2 separate regions of the Sus scrofa genome follow, and region 1 is linked to region 2. The links are chromatin contacts, called in public HiChIP or PLAC-seq maps. All regions are on one chromosome and are shown on one strand. Each heading gives the region's core, a stretch centred on a gene start, on an enhancer-like site or on the middle of the called end of the contact. The rest is flanking DNA. Distances are from core to core; before and after follow the strand shown.

The links. HiChIP or PLAC-seq counts read pairs in DNA pulled down with a chosen protein or histone mark.
Region 1: a contact with region 2 is called in an H3K27ac HiChIP or PLAC-seq map of alveolar macrophages. The contact joins the promoter of EHD4 here to the promoter of SNAP23 in region 2. A contact is called at or near these places in 1 of 5 promoter capture datasets (liver) and 1 of 2 datasets of contacts at active chromatin or transcription factors (alveolar macrophages).

Annotation. Positions count from the first base shown.
Region 1 is chr1:129,373,026-129,377,461 of Sscrofa11.1, forward strand. EHD4 (EH domain-containing protein 4) reads left to right here and starts at 1,490. Exons shown (of 6, transcript XM_021097351.1): 1 at 1,490-1,890. The coding sequence starts at 1,655.
Region 2 is chr1:128,885,914-128,890,575 of Sscrofa11.1, forward strand. SNAP23 (synaptosome associated protein 23) reads right to left here and starts at 3,042. Exons shown (of 8, transcript NM_001244719.1): 1 at 2,951-3,042.

The DNA of each region.
Region 1 (4,436 bases), core at 240-2,739, 490 kb after region 2:
GTACTTAAAAAAACAATGAAGGCTTTACTTTTTTGTTGAGAAACCTACCTTTTTAAAATAATTTTTCTTTTATTTTAATTAGGCTTTTCCCTTCCAAAATTTTACAAATCTTCAGTAGCTTCTGAAGTAGTAGTTCTCCTTCTAGTAGATCTGTGGTGTCATTTTGACATTTCAGTCTTTGCTTTATTTTAACATAAAGCAGACATCTAACTTCATTTTCTCTTGGCTTTCTTTTCACTTCCCTGGTTACATATAGCTCCCTCTAAATATTTTATCCACACAACTCTAAAGGAGTTCCCATTTTACAAACAAGGAAACAGAGGCAGCGAGGAAACTCATTGCATTTAAAGTCACATAGCCATTAGTTTATATAGTCAGAATTCAAACCTAGTTCTTTTGATGACAAATCCTGTTTGCTCCACACAGCTTTGGTACTCAAAGTATGATCCATGGAAAAGCAGCATTGACAGAACTGGGAGACTGTTAGAAATGCAGCCTTGGGTTCCATCCCATACTCTGATTCAGAATCTGCATTTCTATCAAGTTTGACAAGCACTGTAGTGCATCCTCTTTCCCCAAAGTAAAGGTACACAGAATCACCTGGGGCTGCTTGTTGAGCTTCATTCCTCCTCAATGTTTTAACTCAGAAGGTCTGGGGTGATGACCAGAAATCTGCATGTTAACAAGCATCCGAGGTGCCTCACCACCACCACACTTGAGAAACTCTCTAAAACAACAGAGAACTATTCTAAAACTGTAACCTAGGGTACCAAAAATGATGGCTGATTATTTCTTCTAATTTCAATTTAGATGTGTCCTTTTCACCTGAAAAAGAGATTGGCTAGAAGGTAGCAGTAACTCTTTTCATGTCAATGTGTGGAAAATAGATTGTAATCATGAGGATGATGACTAAATCTTCGATTTTACAGAAAATTAAAGAAAACAAAGGGCAAAAGGCCTTCGATGGAGCCAGAATTTAGTAGAGGCAGCTGTGGATATGTAGGAGAACCATCTACCTAGGTAGATTGAGGCTGCGTACCTTACTTCAAATTTTATCAATTATGTGTCTTCACAACTAAAACGAGGTTTATAATAACCTGCCAGTGGGTAGAAAGAACCTGTTTGTCAACTTTCTGAACTTTTGCCCCTAGTGTCGACGTCCATAGGGCTGCGATGAGTAAACGCTCCGGGAGACTAAGCAGCCTCTGCAGGCTTGTTTTCTACCAGCTCAGATTTGCCCGGAAGCCGACGCCACCTGGCCAGAGGTGGAGCCCCGGCGACCCAAGCAGGCCCCTCGGCGGGTCAGTCTGTGCCTGAGGGTTCGAGAAACACCCTCTGCCCCGCCCAGTCCTTCCGAAGGTCTCCGTCATCAATAATTCATTAAGAGCCTCCTCTCCATTGGCTAGCGCCTCCACCCGCGCTGGCAGCGGCCCAATGAGGAACGAGTTGAGAGAGCTCTTCTGAATAGTGAACGAGCTCACGTGACGTAGCGACCGGGGATTGGCTAAAACGGCGCGAGGCGAGACCAGTCCGGGCGGGCGTGGTTAGGGCAGCTCGGTGTTGCCGGGGAGGGTCGAACCCGGAGGAGGGTCGGAGCTCGGAACCAGGACCGAGAGGGCGAGCGCGGGGCTCGGACGGGTGGACCGGCGTCAGGATGTTCAGCTGGATGGGGCGGCAGGCAGGCGGGCGGGAGCGCGCGGGCGGCGCGGACGCCGTGCAGACGGTGACGGGCGGCCTGCGCTCGCTCTACCTGCGCAAGGTGCTACCGCTGGAGGAGGCGTACCGCTTCCACGAGTTCCACTCGCCCGCGCTGGAGGACGCCGACTTTGAGAACAAGCCTATGATCCTGCTGGTGGGCCAGTACAGCACCGGCAAGACCACCTTTATCAGGTAACCGTCCCCGCCCGCCTCTCACCCCTGCCTGGACCCGTCTCCCACCACCTACGTGGAGACGGTCCTCCCCACGTGTGTGCGTGTTGTCACTAGCCTTTCGCCGTCCTCGGACCTCCTGCTGTGCCCACTTTCCCCTTGAAGGACCCCTCTCGTAGCTGCTTCTTCCTCCAGCATCGGCGTGACCACAGGTTCCTTGTCTGAGTGCGGTGCCCGGGTGTCCGAAGCCCCGCCTGGGGCGCGGCCGCCGGAGTAGGGACGCTGCCTGAAGTGTCCTCGGAACTCCTCCGCGAACTCTGAGCCCTCCTTCCTTGCTTTTGGAAAGGCAGTTCTCTGGCTAGCTTTATCTTGTCACCATAGCCCGGGGACCCGGAAAAGGGAAGGAAAGCAAGGCTACAATAAGCACTTTCCTGATGAGCGAGTGAGGCCCAGGGCTGGTAATGGGGACAGAGGTGTGGGATATCAGAATGTGTTATGAGTCAAACTGGCAAAGTTAAACCCCTAGCACAGTGCCCGGCGTATAACTTTATTATGAATGAATGAATGAATGAATGAATGAAAACAGAATATTGCCCGCCCCCTTCCCTTGCAGTTCTTCCATGCTGCCCCCCCACCACGGGGTTGGGCGTTGGGAGATGGGGTAGAGGCCGCCTTGATCCTACACTTGCACAGCCTCCCTTTATCCTGCCACAGGAAGTTAGCTGTGTGGAGCAGCCGCGCCAGCGCTCAGTGGAACTAAGGGGGAGTGTCATGTTACTATTCGTTAGTTTCCATTTCTTAGATGGGTCATTCCCTCCTCCCTCGCCCTTGACAACTGAAAATATTTGTCATGCTTGCTGTGTCTCTAAAAGCAAACAATTACTGTGCATGCCTTGACAGTTCAAATCATATAGTTCCAGAAGTGATTTTTGATGGGAAATAATTTATGTGGAAACAGATTGCCTTTTGAAGAGACTATTTTATTTTTAAAGCAGCTGGTATATTAACACTAACTTTCTTTGGTTGGGAGACTTATTTTCCTGGTTTTAACTCTGTGTCAGTTGAAACAAAGTGACTGATCATTTAATTTAAGGTTTTGGCCCATGGCTTTTGAAATGGTAACAGTCTCTTCATTGATGTTCAACAGGTGTTCAGAAAACTGCAGCTATATTTGGATACAAGCCATTTCTATTTAGTAGCGGCCTCTTTTCCTCCACTCCAGTGACCTAAATAGTTCCTACAAATAGAGTAGTTGTCACTACAGAAAATATGTTCAATCCAGGTCTGCAGAGATACTATGAATGAACTCAACAAAGCAAATATATTATATTGAAATATAGTTCTAGACAGTAAATTGAATGTGAAGAAAATAATTTTGAATTGCTTTATTTGATACTTATTAATAGGCTGAAAAGAATATTAACTGTCACCTCGCCAACACTCAGAATGAACCATAGGAATATTACAATAATTGAAACCTTGAAAGATGATAGACACTACCTTTAAGATCTCTATAATACTAACCAGTTTTTAAGTATATGGGCCAATGAAGTGTTATGACCAAGTAGTACAAGAGGGGGAGGTGGACCTACTCTTGGAAATATACAGATAAAGGGTAAGAAGGTAGCATTGTTATAATTGTAGTCTCAGACATTAGTGGTGGCATGTTCACAGCACCCCAGGTTGTTCTTCCCTCTGTCCTTGTGGTGGGGGCTTTATCATGGGGTCAGGGAGCTGCTGTTGACACTGCTAATCTGGATGTGATGTGGCCCTCTCTCTGCTCCCACAGACTGGCTAACAAGCAAGCCTGAGGCAGGAGAACAAATCCACAGGAACATGAATTGATCTTTTTTTTCCCAGTTTACTATTTCATTATATTATTTCCCACTCTTCTCTTTGTTTCATCATTTGGGGGAGTTTTGTGGAATAGCTAAGCATAGTTTGAAGAAAAATTTCAAGATCTGGCAACTCCATCCAAATGAACCACTTCTCAGGAGGCAACAGAGACCCATGTGCAACACCAGGGTGAGGAAGGAGTTGCCTTATCCAGAAGTCACTTGCTCTGGAGACCTTCCCTGGCTTAGGTGACTTTGTTGTTAGGCAGCAGGCACAAAAGCAGACCTCCGAGGGTAGAAGAAAGTCAGGACAGAAAGCTTGGTGAGGCACCAGAGACCTGAGTTTGGTTTCAGAGTGGAGCTGGGAGGAACCGTGTAGCTTCTGGGAGGAGAGCCTCAATACAAAAAGGCAGCTGTCCTCTAGAGTCCTGCACTGGCCCGGGGGAGCAGAGGTGTTGGCCTGGTGCTGACCTTCCTGGAACATGCCTTCATCCATGTCTATGTTTTCTCCGAGGCTAGTCTGTGCCTAGGTAGTTTGCTTCTAGCCGCTGAGAACTGAAAGCTTGTATTTGGCCATGGGGTACACCTATCTGCATTGTCAGAGATTCCTGCACATCCCAAGAGGTCACTGGTCACACGGGTCCTGCACTGATGTAGAGGGGAACTTCTCTCATTGTAAAGCTACCCAGTAAGGCCTTTGGTGTACATTCCACACCCTTAATGAAGCCATAC
Region 2 (4,662 bases), core at 1,792-4,291:
ATGTGGTGGATTCAATCCCTGGCCTCGCTCAGTGGGTGGGGGATCTGGCATTGCCAAGAGCTGTGGTGTAGGTTGTAGACACAGCCTGGATCCCACATTGCTGTGGCTGTGGTGTAACTCAGATTTGACCCCTGGCCTGGGAACTTCCATATGCCAAGAGTGCAGCACGAAAAGGCAAAAAAAATTTAGGAGCAATTCAATCTAAATTGCAATAAAACCAAAACGTAATTGAACTTTTTTTTTTTTTTGCCATTTCTTGGGCCGTTCCCATGGCTCATGGAGGTTCCCAGGCTAGGGGTTGAATTGGAGCCACAGCAACGTGGGATCCGAGCCACATTTACAACCTACGCCACAGCTCACAGCAACACTGGATCCTTAACCCACTGCGCAAGGCCAGGATTCAATCCCACAACTCCATGGTCCTAGTTGGATTCTTTAACCACTGAGCCACGACAGGAACTCCAATTGAACTTTAAATGACTGCAAATGGAATCCCATTTCTAATGCTCAATATTACCAAAAGAACAGGAGATGCTGTTTCCTGGCTCCACAATCCACTTCCTCCAATTGTTAGAGGCACTGGATCCATCTGTTCCACACCCCTACTCACCAAGACAAAGAAAAGACCAGTCCTTGTCATCTACTTCCCCGTCAATCTACAGAACTGGAAACAAAACATGGTTCTGGAATGAAAAGTTCAGCACTCTTGGATGCAAGTAACATCATATATTATAAATGCTAACATATACATAATTAGAGTACAAATCCAGCTAAAAATCAGATTTCCAGAATGTTCAAGAAATAGATGAGATCCTGTTGTGGCACAGAAGAACTGAATCTGACTAGTATCCATGAGGATGTGGGTTTGATCCCTGGCTTCACTCAGTGGGTTAGGGATCTGGCGTTGCTATGAGCTGTGGTGTAGCTCACAGACATAGCTCGGATCTGGCGTTGCTGTGGCTGTGGCATAGGCCGGCAGCTGTGGCTCTGATTCCATTCTGACCCCTAGCCTGGGAATTCCTTATACTTTGAGTGGCCCTAAAAAGCAAAAAAAAAAAAAAAAAAAAAAAAAGGAGAAATAGCAACTACAGGAGGAAAACAAAACAAAGGCAGTTGATTTCACAAAAATGTCAAAGAGTGAACATCCTTTTTTTCCCTTTTGCTATTCTAATCTACTTTCATCTGGTTTGTTAGAATTATGTCACAACAATGAATGCCATCACAAGGCTCACAGAATTTTGGAATCTTCTGCCCTTAGAGTTTAGATAATCCAATCTTCATTTTATTTAAAAAAAAGAGGCAATTAGGCCCAAAGCACTATTTTCCAAAGCGCAAAGCAAGAAAAAGAAATTTTAGTTGTTATTTAAGCAATACGTACGTGCTTAGTAGTTAACATATTTATTACTTTGGAAATCTTTTATGATGGTGGTATGGTTCATACCAAGGGAAGTAACAACAGCTGTCCCATCAGCAACAGGGTCTGTTTTTAGGTTTGTTTGTTTGCTTTCTTTTTGGTTCAAGGGTGGGTTCTGAATGATAAAAAGATGTGACCTTCAGTTCAGTGAGCTTGTTACTAAAGCTAATTTAGAGTAAAAGAAACAAATACTAAGAAGCATTCAGAAATTCTGTTTATAGGAAAGAGTGTGTAATATTGTTAAAAACATAATGACACAATAAGCCATTCCTATTCTGGAACTAAGATAATAGCAATTCTCTAGGGCATATTTACATGTCACAAGCACCTAGAAAAAGATCCCTAGCAACACTGATATCTAAGTTGTGGGTTAAGTTACATGATCATTTAATTTACTTTCACATGGCCTGTCAAAGGAGCATGGTCATATAGGAAGAGGGTTTTCTCCTAATATTTGTTAATATTTATATGAAAGTGTTTTTTTCTCATTACCTCTTTCCAAAGGAATGAAAGGCAGGTGATTAGTGGATGCCTTAGGAATCAAATTTGCTGGTGGAAGAAATAATATTTTAAAATTTTACTATGAAATATTTTAAGTTTAAATGTCAAAGTATTCTTGCTAAAGATGTCTCATGAATTTCAAGCGTGGTATCTTTCAGGCTAACCAAGAAAGTGGAAGAACCATTTCCATCTGGCCAAACCTGCAGGATTTCACCAGAACATCTGCAAACCAGTTTTAAGGTCCCAGGGCAGATGGAATAATATCACTCTCAATTCTTGAAATACCTTCTACTAAGAAGCTACATTATTTTCAGGAAGCTAAGGCAACACTGTCATAAGCTGCCAGTATCCATAATCGCCTCCAGCCCTCCCCAAAGGAGAGGGCAAGTAGCAAAAGGCAAAATTTATATTCTCTTCTCATCTTCTTTTCCCAATTTTGACGACTTTCGTTGCCTCTGACCCCCATCTGCCTTGTCTAGCATTGTGGTGACTAATGATGAAAAAAAGTTCCAGGTGAAACAGCACTTTCCAGGACTTCCCCACCACCACCACCATTTACTCCGTGGAATTTTACTTTTAATAACTCTTTCCTTCGTTTGTCTTCAGTGAAGCCGCGAGCCAAGTACAGACTTTCCTAGAGAGCATGGACTCTCCAATGCCATGAATCTCAGAAACCTTTTTCATACAGGTAGTTGAAAATTAATCTGATCACTGTGGCCACCATAAAGTCTATTAATCCCGACAACTGCGAGGGTGAGAAGTCAGGGAGTGGGAGTTTACCTCTGCTAGGTTTCAAGGAAAGTCCGGAGAACCAACATCCCTCCACCCTTCCTCCTCTGACCCCTAGAGAGTCTCCAGGAGCCTCGCGTCTTCGAGCCCGGCCGGACCGGCTCAGTTCGGGCCAGAGCGCCCCCTCCTCCCCTCAAGCCCGACCCCACCAGTTTTTCAACTGTCACGATATACACTTTCTCCTTGGGATTATGAACCCAATCTTCACGGCAGCCAGCTCCCTCAATCCCACTCCTGGAGACTCACCAAGCAGTTCCGGCCACTCCTCTCCGGCCGCAGCAGATCGGACACCCGCAGGCCGGACTCTCCAACTGCTCTCTTCTTGCGCCTGCGCGCGCCGAACCTGCGCGCCTGCGCGCTCCTCCGGCGCGGCGGGCGCGGACACACCCCTGCAGCTGGAGCCAATCACCCTGGTGTGGGGGCGGGGGGGCGGTTTAAATCTCCCTGCCACGCAGGCGAAGAGTCTGGGGACTCACCGGTTAACCCGACAATTCGGGTCCCGCCCAAGATGGAAAGTGTTTATGCAATAAACATTTACCGAGGGCAAACCGTGTACCAGGCAATGTACGAGATGAATGTTGAGGAAGAGAAAACGAATAGAATGCCTCCCCGACCTTTGCCTAGACTGGGACATAGATATGTAAACAAATTGTAGTGGACAGAATATAGTGCTTGGAATATGAAAAATCCGAGGCGCCGTTGGGGCACAGTGAACAAAGCGCTTTATTCTTAGGGTATCTGGAAGAGTTCCCGGAGGAAGTGACTTTTGAATCGTGAAGGCTAAGTAGGAGTTCCCCCGGAAATTTGGAATGGAAGGAGATAGGAGTTTCCAGACTGTGAGAACAGAGTGTGCCAAGAACAACATAACACCTTCTGGAAATTCCTTGCAGTTCATCCTACTTGAGAGGCTTAAAGCGCGCCGCCTTCCGGTGAAGGGGAGAAAGGGTTTTTAAAAGTTGGCAATGATGTAGTTTCTGCTGTGACTCAGTGGGTTAAGGACTTAACAGTTGTCTCTGTGAGGATGCAGTTTCAATCTTTGGCCTGGCTCAGTGGGTTAAGGATCCTCCCATCTTGCTGCAGCTTCACAGATGCCCCAGGAATCTGGAGCTGCAGGCTGCAGCTTCAGCTCCTATTCAACCCCTGGCTTGGGAATTTTCATATGCCACAGATGCAGCTGTTAAAAAAAAAAGTTGGCAATGATACTACTACATGTGAAATAGATAACTAATAAGGACCTACTGTATAACACAGGGAATGATACCCAACATTTTGTAATATATATATCTGAATCACTGTGCTGTACTCATGAAACTAACATAACATTGTAAATCAATCATACTACAATTTTTTAAAAAAGTTAGATCTTAGAAGATCTTGCATTTTTTCACTTTACCATGATCACTGAGAATATCAAAAGATCTTAAGCAGGAGTTCCCAACGTGGCTCAGTGGTTAAAGAATCCGACTAGGAACCATGAGGTTGCAGGTTCGATCCCTGGCCTTCCTCAGTGGGTTAAGGATCTGGCATTGCAGTGAGCTATGGTGTAGGTTGCAGACGTGGCTCGGATCCCAAGTTGCTGTGGCTCTGGCGTAGGCCGGCGGCTATAGCTCCAATTGGACCCCTAGCCTGGGAACCTCCATATGCCAAAGGAGCAGCCCTAGAAAAGGCAAAAAGAGGGAAAAAAAAAAAAAGATTTTAAGCAGATCTGGAAATGCTTCCAGGCATCACTAAGAATAAAGCACAGTGCTGGAAATAAAAAACCTTTCACAGGAGTTTGTGTACTCCTAAAAGTTCAAGGAAGATGAAGCCTGGGAAATATCCTTCCAATTTAGTAACACAGAAGTCATTGGTGATCTTAGCGAAAACCATGTGATAGAATGATGAGGTTGAAAGATAGACTGCGGAGTTCCTGTTGTGGTGCAGTGGAAATGAATCAGACAAGTAACCGGGAGGTTATG